Linked DNA regions of Mus musculus: region 2 is linked to region 1. The links are chromatin contacts, called in public Hi-C maps. All regions are on one chromosome and are shown on one strand. The core of a region is the stretch at or near the end of the contact, and the rest is flanking DNA. Distances in the headings are between cores, read along the strand shown. Region 1 overlaps Ptprq (protein tyrosine phosphatase, receptor type, Q). Region 2 holds the start of Myf5 (myogenic factor 5).

Evidence for each region. Hi-C and Micro-C count contacts between places; a contact is called where the count stands out from the background.
Region 2: a Hi-C map of muscle stem cells shows a contact between it and region 1, with 5 times the contacts expected there. The contact joins the promoter of Myf5 here to the enhancer-like site in region 1. A contact is called at or near these places in 4 of 39 promoter capture datasets (cranial neural crest, hippocampal neurons, second pharyngeal arch cranial neural crest and 1 more) and 2 of 484 Hi-C or Micro-C datasets (both in muscle stem cells).

The regions. Positions count from the first base shown.
Region 1 is chr10:107,660,173-107,666,228 of GRCm38.p6, forward strand. Ptprq (protein tyrosine phosphatase, receptor type, Q) reads right to left here. Exons shown (of 45, transcript NM_001370987.1): 17 at 2,365-2,485. Among named protein-coding and RNA genes, the nearest start is that of Ptprq, 57 kb to the right of the region's middle. Within about 2 kb of position 2,684, at least 17 of the 459 cell types and tissues checked have an H3K27ac peak or open chromatin away from gene starts, as enhancers often do. A contact at or near this core is called in muscle stem cells and second pharyngeal arch cranial neural crest, where this site is marked.
Region 2 is chr10:107,483,200-107,489,255 of GRCm38.p6, forward strand. Myf5 (myogenic factor 5) reads right to left here and starts at 2,935. Exons shown (of 3, transcript NM_008656.5): 1 at 2,232-2,935; 2 at 1,447-1,522; 3 at 1-1,011. The coding sequence starts at 2,732. The coding sequence ends at 821.

The sequences.
Region 1 (6,056 bases), core at 1,434-3,933:
CTCTCAGTTTTCCTGACACATACAGAGGCAAAACTGTTAAACAAATCCAAGATGAATTCAAGAATATATCAAATAAATTAGCTTTGTATGGCTTTACAAGAACATTGTGTATCAATTACAAGTTCATTGAACGGATATATGTATAGTGTTCTAATAAAACTGTTTCATTAATATATTTGCCCATAGCAAAGGCTGTGCATCATTGAGAACACATAATTAGTTGACATAATAAGGGAAAATATTACCTTATCATATTGACATAATGAGTACTGTTTCATGATGAAGATTTTAGAGGAACAAATTATTTAAGTTGTAAAAGATTAATAAAGATTTCTGAATAATTCATCTACAAACTGTGACTAGCATGGTAGTTGGAACAAAATGAATACACATCAGCCCTTATGAGGATTTTTGTAGAGAAACCTTTATGACAAGGAAATAGTCATCCAGAATGAATGGAATCCTTCTCAAAAACACACTAAAAGAAAAAAACTATCCAAATGGGTAGCATAATGACAATTTGCAAATATTACAACTGGGCTGAAGGAATCTGAGAGTCACGGGAGGTGGAGGAATTCTTGATTAGAGATATGGCTCCATGTAGCAGACAGCATTTTTGAAGACTTTAAGGCAGCAGTTTTCAACCTGTGAGTAGTGGCATCTTGTGGGTCAAATGACCCTTTTACAGGGGTCATATATAAGATGACCTGCATTTCATAGATTTGCATTATGATTAATAACTGTTTCAACATTACAGTTATGAAGTAGCAATAAAAATAATTTCATGATTAGGGAGAGTGGTCACCACAACATAAGAAACTGTAGTGCCAAGTAGTGGTGGCGCACACCTTTAATCCCAGCACTTGGGAGGCAGAGGCAGGTGGATTTCTGAGTTCGAGGCCAGCCTGGTCTACAGAGTCAGTTCCAGGACAGCCAGGGCTACACAGAGAAACCCTGTCTCAAAAAACAAAAAAGAAAGAAAGGAAGAAAGAAAGAAAGAAAGAAAGAAGGAAGGAAGGAAGGAAGGAAGGAAGGAAGAAAGAAAGAAAGAAAAAAAGAAAGAAAGAAAGAAAGAAAGAAAGAAAGAAAGAAAGAAAGAAAGAAAGAAAGAAAGAAAGAAAGAAAGAAAGAGGGAGGGAGGGAGGGAGGGAGGGAGGGAGGAAGGAAGGAAGGAAGGAAGGAAGGAAGGAAGGAAGGAAGGAAGAAAGAAAGAAAGAGGGAGGGAGGGAGGGAGGGAGGGAGGGAGGGAGGGAGGAAGGAAGGAAGGAAGGAAGGAAGGAAGGAAGGAAGGAAGAAAGAAAGAAAGAGGGAGGGAGGGAGGGAGGGAGGGAGGGAGGGAGGAAGGAAGGAAGGAAGGAAGGAAGGAAGGAAGGAAGGAAGGAAGAAAGAAAGAAAGAAAGAAAGAAAGAAAGAAAGAAAGAAAGAAAGAAAGAAAGAAAGAAAGAAAGAAAGAAGGAGGGAGGGAGGGAGGGAGGGAGGAAGGAAGGAAGGAAGGAAGGAAGGAAGGAAGAAAGAAAGAAAGAAAGAAAGAAAGAAAGAAAGAAAGAAAGAAAGAAAGAAATCAAGGAAACAACATAAAGGTTTGAGAAAGACAACCCTTCATCTTCTCCAGTCTGCGTATGCACATCACACAGGAACAAATACATGTATGCACTGCATATATGTGCATCTCACACACACACACACACACACACACACACACACACATACACACACTTATTTTATTTTTTAAGTGTTCCTTGCCATGTGTCAAGAAAATGGAAATTCACTTTCATCATGATAAAAAAAAATTAATTGAAATTAACTTGAAAATAGTTGTGCAAAGTATTTGTTTTAAAATTTTCAAATAGCCAGGCACGGTGGCTCACATATGTAGTCCCAGCTACTAGAGAAGTTGAGACAGAAGAATCACTTGAGTCCAGGAATTCTACGCTATGCCAATCGATCTGATGTTTGCACTAAGTTCAGCAATAATACAGTGACCACCTGGGAGTGGGGACCACCAGGGTACCTAAGGAGAGGTGAACCAGTCCAGGTTGGAAATGGAGCAGGTCAAAAGACTATCAAATATTTTAAATCATACATTTGTAATCATGTAAATTTATCCTCCAGACCCTAAAGAGTATACATTTGGTATAGCTTTAAAAAACATACTTTTTTTAAAAAAATTTTAGTTGCAAAGATTTTTATTCCCTGACCAACTGCATAATATGATGAAAACCTGTTTCTTAATAAAAATGCATTTTATCCCACCTATTAATAATCAGAGCTCTAATGCAGCCTCACATCCCGAGATAAACACTACATTCCTATTATATTACAAATTAATATTTGTTCTCAGAACTGCTTCCAAAAAATCCTTACCAGACATAAACTGTGTAATAGAGGATAATTCCATTTGGCTCCAAGGGTGGTTGCCATGACAACATCACGGTGACACCAGACAACTGTTTCACGGAGAAGTTCTGAGGAGGAGAGTCAGGAGCTGAAAATTTTTAACAAAGAATGACACATTTCATTAGATAAATATGTAAAATGTAAAAATATAAGTGTACAGAATTTTTTTTCTGATAAACTCTGTGTTAAATGAATCATGTTCAGCACTTCTCTCCATAGACATAAGAACCTGATTGCTTATGTTCAGATAAAATGATGAAAGGAGATTTTCATGGTACTGTTAGAACATCTGCTCCTGTGAGTCAATGGAAAAAAGTATTTCATGAGAAAATACAACATGGGTCAGTCGCAGTGACTCATTGACTGTTTAAGAACATTTGGGCAAATTGTCATTCTCTAATAAAAGCAAATGTTTTATTGGTGAGAATAAATGTCCCCAATAGTAAAAGATCACCCGAGATAATGAAGAGTTGGGAGAAAAAGATGTTATACATTCAAAGAATGATAAGCATAAATTTTGAAGGAACTGAGAGTGACTGACCTCATCCGGACAAATGGTATTCCTCAACCCCCAGGATGTGTCAGAAATCACTAGAGTAAGATCAAAATCTAGTCCATGAGTCTTTTATAATTGCATGGGTTTCACAGGAAACTCCATTATAGAAGGGTAGTATGCTAGCAGAAAAATGGTTAGAATCACTCTCGGTTTCCTCAACTTTCTTATACTAGAGAATAGCTCGTTTCATGAAATGAGTTCACTGAAGTGGTGACAACTATAGTTGCCACTTCTGATTTGTTTGGTTCTGCTTTGTTTTCCCCCCAATGGCGCCTCACTGGAAAATGCTGCTGAGTAGTGACATCACATGAGTCTGTGTATTGTTTAGAGACATGTGTTTCCTGGGCTAAGAATCACTTCCAATTCACCTATCAAAGTAAACCCAATAAATACTCACTTAGCATACTTATAAAGTATAATTTATGTTGACTTTTAGAAAAAAGAATGTCGCCGGGCAGTGTTGGCACATACCTTTAACCCCAGCACTTGGGAGGCAGAGGCAGGTGGGCTTCTGAGTTCAAGGCCACCCTGGTCTATGAAGTGAGTTCCAGGACAGCCAGGGCTACACAGAGAAATCCTGTCTCAAAAAACAAAAAACAAACAAAAAAAAACAGAAAGAAAGAAAGAGAGAGAGAGAGAGAGAGAGAGAGAAGGAAAGAAAGAGAAAGAAAGAAAGGAAGGAAGGAAGGAAGGAAGGAAGGAAGGAAGGAAGGAAGGGAGGAAGGAAGGAAGGAAGGAAGGAAGGAAGGAAGGAAGGAAGGAAGAAGAAAGAAAGAAAGAAAGAAAGAAAGAAAGAAAGAAAGAAAGAAAGAGGAAAGAAAAAAGAAAGGAAAAGAAAAGAAAAGAAAAGAAAAGAAAAGAAAAGAAAAAAAAAGAAAAGAAAAGAAAAAAGAATGTCATTTAAAAACTGGAAGTAATATGGATACAAACATCCAGTGACTCCACATTTTTATTCTATAATAAGCATTAAAATTCTTGGGAAGAACACATGAATGTGTGTGTGTGTGTGTGTATGTGTGTATGTATGTGTGTATATGTGAATAATATATATGTGAATGAAATACACACACACACACCACAGTAAAAACTAAAAATAAATGGATTTTTTAAATTAAAATCATTTTCAGCATAATTAATTCAGCATATTATAGCATCAGGACACTTGAAAGATCTTCTGCTGGCACGCTCTCTTCTCACTCCCTCTTCATCTGCCTTCCTTCGGGTCACAGCACAGACAAAAGGTTCAGCTCTACTTTCTCTGATGCTCTAGAGAAACCTCACTTCCTCATTAGGCTTAGTTAATAATTTTCGGAAACACTTCTACTAGTAATTACAATTATATAAATTACTTGTTTACACATTTGTCAAACATAGGCCAGCCATATCTACACTGAAAGCTTCCTGAGTCAAGGCATATAACTCATAAAATCCAGCTTCCTCGGGCTAGTCTCCATTTGGTGAAATTGTTGAAGAAGAGTCAGAAGGAATGTTTGTTCTTCGGTATATGCAATGTGGCCATGAATTCAGGTGAACATTTGCCTGTCAGCCTATTTTTAATAACTTGTACGATTCAACTGCAGAACTCAAATAGAGAGTATGCATTCATGCAGTAAAAACATCCTACTCAGCATAAATATCCACTGGCTTTGATTAAGTCATAATGGATTTTGAATTGTCATGATTGGGACTTTTTGATTAGGTAAAAACTTTAGATGAGAACACTCTACCCCACAAAATAACTAAATGCTAAAATGATTTCTAAATAAGCAAGGTTAATCTATGGGGTAAAAAAGAGATGAAAATACAGAAAAGGTTCAATATGCACCAATCATCATGCATAAAAGCAATGATGAGATAGTCTTGACCCATGACCCAAAGCCTTCAGAGACTTTGACAAGCCAGTGTGCATGGCCAGGATGCTTCAGCGTAGAAAACACAAGAAAATTGTATAGGAGAGGAGAGGTAAAATGGAATTTATTATTGTAAGCAAAAGTGGGGATGGTGCAGAGAAAACACCCTGTCCCTTTAATAGTGTCCACGTAACATTCTCAGTAATGAGTTATTCATGATCCTGAGCACCCACAGGATACAATCTTCTGGCATCTTGAGAGAAAAAAAAAGAGGTGGGGGGGGGGGGAACATACCATAAACATGTATGCTACCTCCAGGCTGACCTAACATGAGAATAAGGATTCCTTCTACATAAAAAGCCAATTGTTTCAAAAATACCTAACATGTAAAACATAAACTCTAAATACTCTTCTAAAGCAGGTCTCTCGGAGTCACTTCCTAGCGCAATGTACACCTGTGGTTTGCTCAGGTGTCAATACAGAATGGTCCCAGAAGGGGTGATTTTATTCAGCTTCTGGGGAAAAAAAATGTATGAGAAAACACAGGACTCAGAGGGGACGGAGGACGCCAGGAGAACATGGTCCACTAATCAACTAAGCAGGGCACACATGCGCTCACAGACCGAAGCAGCAAGCAGAGGGCCTACATGAATCTGCACCAAGTTCTCTTGTGTATTTAGTATGGATGCTAGCTTGGTGGTTTTGTATTTGTGGAACTTGTAACAGTGGAGTTTGTGTGTAGGACTCTTTTGCCTGTGCTTAGGACTTTTTTCCTCCATTCGGTTGCCTTGTCCAGTCTTGATAAGAAGGCTTTTGCTTTGTCTTATTGTATGGTGTTTTGTCTTGTTTTGTTGTTGTTTATTGGAAGTTTTCTCTTCTCTGACAGGAAACAGAGGGAGAGTAGATTTGGGGGAGAGTAGGGACAAGCTGGGAAGAGTGGATGGAGGGGAAACTGTAGTCAGGACTTATTGTATAAGAGAAAAATTATTTTCAATTTTTAAAACAGAAAATTAACATTCAAGGGAAGCTCTGTAGTTAATAACTAGATAAAACTAAAAATATAAAGTGAATTGATTATCTAATCCTAATAACATAAGACATGTTGAAAGTTATTTAGACTCTACTCCAAAACTTCTGTAAATGCCAGAAAATGATGAACACTGTTGGGACACATATGATAATCACATTTTCAAACTTGATCCTTAAAAGTCTCCCATAAAATTGTACTTATAGTACAGTTGGCTTCAAAGGCA
Region 2 (6,056 bases), core at 1,685-4,184, 180 kb before region 1:
TTTACAAGTGACATCAACAAATCTAAAAGAAATTCATAAATTATTTCAATACATATCTACAAGGCTAACTGTGTGATCATATTTAACCCATTCTTAAATGTTTCGTGTTCATGGTTTGCTAATTTCATTGGGGATGTTATTTTTAAAGGCCAAGAAACAAATTAGTTATTTCAATGTTATTTATGGGGAAATTTACATTTTTAATAGTTTGAAATTGCCCTCAATGTATTATTTATAGCTTACATTGAAAGAAGTATTTCTTATAAGAAAAGATGTAAGATTATACGATTAAAAGATTTTAAGAAAGTATATACCATTAGGCACAACTGTTATATTTTCATTTGATGATACACTATTAACAAAAGATTAAAGAGAAAAGCAAAAGTTAAATATATTTTTAATTCCCTGTAATGGATTCCAAGCTGTTAAAATGTTATTTTGAAGAAAAATATAGAGCTCTAAATACCAAAGTTATTTTGATGTGCAATATTTACAATATATATGTATAAGTTAAGAATTACTCTAAGTAACTGTCAATTAATTGCCTCCAACAGAAAAATATTTCTGGAATCATGTATCTAAAGCAATTGGAAGCTAAAAAAAAAAAAAAAAAAAAAACCGAAAGCAAAAAGAACAGGCAGAGGAGAATCCATTATTGCAAATGTGACTTTCAGTTAAATCTATTTTCTCATAAAGTGGCAAGACAGTATTTACAACCGAAAAGCACGTATTCTGCCCAGCTTGTCTTTCCTTCAGCTTCAGGGCTTCTTTTCCTCCATGAAGGACGCCCTCCTAGCAGGAGTGATCATCGGGAGAGAGTTCATAATACGTGATAGATAAGTCTGGAGCTGGAGGGTCCCGGGGTAGCAGGCTGTGAGTTGGCGCTGGTCGCTGGAGAGAGGGAAGCTGTGTCCTGAAGAGCCAGCTCGGATGGCTCTGTAGACGTGATCCGATCCACAATGCTGGACAAGCAATCCAAGCTGGACACGGAGCTTTTATCTGCAGCACATGCTAACAGCCCAAGGAGAAAAGTGCTTTCAGAAAACCATCCCCACGCAGACAGGCTTGCTTGTGGTGCCCTTTAAACCCGGGGTCAGCACCTTTGACCGCATAGGTCAGGTGATCACAGAGGGACTGATGTAAAACTTTGCAGTAAATATCTAGCAATTCCCCAGGGTAGAGGTGTGGAAGACCCCTGGTAATATTTCAAGCAAAAGTGAGTGTGTGTGTGTGGGGGGGGGGGGGATGCATGCACGTGCATGCGTGTATGCTGGTCTGTCTGTCTGTCTGTCAGGGTAATCTGGAGCACAAAACGGTCCTTAGCCTCCCCCACAACAGCCATCGTTTATATACCTGTTCTAAATACTACTTTGAAGGACAGACTGCCATGACTGAATTACGAGACTGAACAGATCTTTAAAGGTGTCTGAAGTTATCAGTTCTTACCATTTGATACATCAGGACAGTAGATGCTGTCAAAGCTGCTGTTCTTTCGGGACCAGACAGGGCTGTTACATTCAGGCTGTTAACACAAAACGCACAGAAATATATTTTTAAGCCTTGGCCAAAAAGACGCACAGACCTAGGGTGAGATCATACCAGCCCCCTAACTCAGGAAACCGAACGGTCTTAGTTCCCTCCCCGGCAGCACTGATCTAGGAAGGGGCTGATGTCTCCAAATCTCCAGGGCACCAAGGTCAGTCTCGGGGCTGGGAGAAGAGGAAAACAGAAGCAAAGAGAAAACAAGTCAGAGAAACCCCGCAGCAATGCGCCCTGGGTTAACCATGCAAAATGGATTGCGGTAGAAGGAAGCCACACTAATTCGGGGAGAGAATGCTTTCCCAGGGCAAAAACACATTAGAAACCTGCCAACACCACAGCCCTCTGAAAACAGTGTATCAACATTGCCTTCCAGCCTGGCCTCAGAGCAGGAATTGGAATGAAGTTGGGATGCTTTCTAATTAGTTACTGAGCTATATACACTGGGTGGCTGCTCTAAGTAAGAAATAACAGAGAAAATACTTTGTTAGTCACTTAAAGGCAAGCCAAGCTTTTACTGCCATCTCCATGCATCTGCAAACAGCTAGGAAATCAAACTAAAATCCTGTAGGACAGTTTTCGTTTTTGTTTTTTAAATCTTTCTGTGAACACGGCTCTTAAAGCAATGGTCCCACTGGTTTAGAAGAGGTACCAGGACTTTTCACAAAGACTATGGTAAAAGCGAGGCTTACCATGCCGTCAGAGCAGTTGGAGGTGGGGCTGGTGGGCTCAGAGCAGCTCTGTCCCGGCAGGCTGTAATAGTTCTCCACCTGTTCCCTCAGCAGCTCCTGGAGGCTCTCAATGTAGCGGATGGCATTCCTGAGGATCTCCACCTTGGGGAGTCTCTGGTTAGGGTTGGTGGTGGTGCACCTCTTGAGCGTCTCGAAAGCTTGGTTGACCTTCTTCAGGCGTCTACGCTCGCGCATGGTGGCGGCCTTGCGCCGATCCATGGTAGTGGACTTCCTCTTGCAAGCTTTGCAGGCCCACATGAGGCAGTGGCCAGCCTGGTGGTGGCCGGTAGGTGCACGCACGTGCTCCTCATCGTCTGAGCCCTGCAGCTCAGCTTTGTGTGCTCCGAAGGCTGCTACTCTTGGCTCAAACTGGTCCCCAAACTCATCCTCTGGTGAGGGGATACAGGAGCCTTCATAGAAGTACTCAGAAGGGGAGAACTGGCAGCCGTCCGTCATGTCCATCCTTCAGAGAAGCAGGTGGGAATACCTGGATTCAGCAGAGAGGGAGACACGCCAGTCCCTGGCTGCTGCAGGCCAGCAAATCCAGGCGGAGCTCCCGGAGTTTGGGACTGTCTCTCTGTAATTAACAAGGACAGATGCCTGTTGGCCAGGGTCGGTCAGTGGCTGAGGTTGGGGCTCTTTATATATTCCTGGGGGATGGGAAGGGAGGTTGGTCCCTGTAGCTGGGCGTTATTAGCATATCCCACCACAACCCCCCACAGGGGCTGTCTGGGCAAGCCTCTTGTCTTTCTTCTAGAGACACTTTGCAGTTTACTGGTCCCTTTGACGCTAATGATTTTACTGCAGCCTAACCTGCTCGGTGGCCTTCTGGATAAACTAAACCTAGGGATCACTTAAAGGGGTTGGGGTTGGCTTCTTGAAATTGATCACACTTTAACATAATCAGCAGCAGCAGCACGGTAGCAAGACATTAAAGTTCCGTATTTCCGTCTAACACCAAAGGGAACCTAGCTTCTGGATTCTTAACGCACGGATCTCCGGTGCTTGCTTCTCATTTTCATGAACTTTACCAAAAGATTGAGTCAGTTTGTGTACTGGTAACAGTTGGTAAAATAGTGAGGTGGCATTTTCATGGATGGCATGAACCTAGAGAGCTTGGTGTTTCAAAACCTGTTTGACAAAGACCAAAGAAGTAAAGTTCTGATGAGAGAGATGGTCATCTCATGGGGATGACAGTAGCTGAGCTTCCTTTCTGAGGTCTGGCTCTGTCAGAGGGTCACACGTTTCTTCTGCTGCCCTGAAAAGGAAGTGGACCAGGTGACCTTCCCCCGCATCCTTCCCCTCCGAGCTTCCATCCTTCCCAGCACACGTGTCTGTTGCCTCTTCCTCTGCATCAGACCTAGGCTAATACCTGCACTGGGAGATTCCCACGCCTGAGGAGGACGGTCACCGGCAGCGGTCCAGTTTCTCACAGAAAGCTCCCCGTCCAGCTTGGGGTTTCTTTTCTCCAGAGTCTGCTGCTCCGCCCTACCGTGTCTACAGACTAAACAGCCAGCCAAGGCTTCTCGGGGTCGCTAATTTTCTGCTTTTCAGGCCAGCTAACACCGTTACAGATGGGTCCCAGCTGCCAGCTAAGAGAGATCCTGGGCTAGTGTAAAATTTCCAACTCCTCTTAAAAGAGTGGCTTCACACACTTTGGTGACAAAAGCCTTTCAGAAATGCCATTTGCAGACAGGTCTTTGAAACTTTTGTCAACTGAAGACAAAGGGGAAAACTGCCATTCATTCATATATATATATATATATATATATATATATATATATATATATATATATATATTCAGCCTATTCCTCAGCTTTTATGATTTCTTCTCCACTGTTGATCCGCTTTCAGATCACGTGAGAGGGGAGATGTTATTCATATCCAAGAAACACCATTACTTACGGTCAACACAAATTCTCTGAGAGCTTTAAACCTCTTTTTTGTAGCCCCGTTGTAAAAATGGACTGTTCACACTTGGGAGTGTCATCCAATTAAGTAAGTGTTGTGGATTCAAAGTGACCCTTTGTATGTGTGTGTATATGTGTGTGTGTGTGTGTGTGTGTGTGTGTGTGTGTGTGTATGTGTGTGTGTGTATGTGTTACACTGCCTTTTAGTGGTGATGATGATGATGGTGATGACGACGACGATGACTCAGAGTGACTTTTCTAAAGCAGCCAAGTCTGACAGATCTGGTATCTATCGGGGCCAGATACATTATAACTGTCTGTGAAGGCAAGGACTTTAAGGAAGGGACCAGAAGGTGCCAATCACTGCACTTGCTAGCTGTGTCTGTCTCTGTTCCCTCTACCCTGTCCTGTAATCTTGAAGACAGATTTCTTCTGTAAATCAGGTCTGGTGGGTCTCACACTGAGGGGCTATTTAATCAATTGGCCAATGAAAAATCCAACTGTACCCCTATTGGGACCGGATTAAAAATGTCTGCCTTTGAAATGAATACAATATTGGGACAACACTAGATTTAAACACACACACACACACACACACACACACACACACACACACACACACACACGCGTACTCCTGAAGACAAGGCTCCCGTGGATGCATCTGATTGAGCAAATAGCACACATGGAACCTCTGTGACGCTGTTTTGGAGAGGTAGATATTCTCAGCCTCAGATTCACAGCAAAATTCATAGAGAGGATATGGTCAGCAACTTCTCTACATAAAACCATAGTCTTCCTCTTGCTCCTTCTCTCTTTGTTTCTCCTCTCCTTCCTTCTCCACCTCTCCATCCCTTTCTTTTTTCCCCCTTCCCTTCCTCCTTCCCATCTTTCCTCTTCACCTTCCTTACCTCTGTCTCATATTTGGGGTAACTAAAACAGACCAGTGATGGAGATGCAAACGTGGTCCTTAAGGTGGAAGTGGAAGCAGTTCCATGCTGCCGAGTGACCTTCCGACTGTTTCCCAGTCAGCCTCTTACTGTTGTGTGTACCTAATAGCTACTGCCTCGAATCTGCCCTGCACGGTTGATTTATTGTTCCTCACCATCTTCACAGAGTAACTTGGTACTTGAAAGGATTCCATTTTGTTTGTTTGTTTGTTTGTTTGTTTTAGGTAAACTTTAACGCTAGGGCTGAGTAATTTACCCTTGTCCACACAGGATTTGAAGTAATCTCCCTGTTTTTAGAAATGGCTCGGAGCCCCTGGAAGTGATCCTGCTTGCTTCATACTCAGTGTTCAGGGGTGGGATGAGGGCTTCCTTGACTCACCAAACAGAAAAGCTTACAAACTGGTGTCTTTTCTCTGGGCTCTTGCACTGGGAAGCTGCTGTCACTCAGGGGGCCCCTTGTCAGTAGCAGGAGTGCTCAGAGGTTAGGGCTGTCTTTGGTAAGGTGATCTCAAAACAAATTTACCAGAGAGCAGCAGGCTGAGTGGAACTAAAGACGCAGGGAAAACACAAGCGCGGGCCGCTTAATGAGCACGGCTGAAGGGGTCCGTGTGGAGGGCCCTTTGGGACGCAAGTGCTGAAAATCGGGTCTCAGACCACAAGAATAAAAAATGAGACAAGTTTTAAGCCATTGCCACAGCTAAAAAAACGAGAGGGGTGGGGGGGGGGTAAAAAACCTGAGGTAGACTGGAAAAAGGGAAGTAAACTGGCTCTTGAGATGAGAAAGGCTCACACGCATATTCGCATATTCGAATACACAGTGGAATCCTTTCTCTTCACTTCTGCCCCTACCTGCAGAACTCTGCTTCTCTGTGTTGTAGAGGATATCCCAATGTGCTAAACAATTTTAAATTGTTATCAGCTCTGGAAGC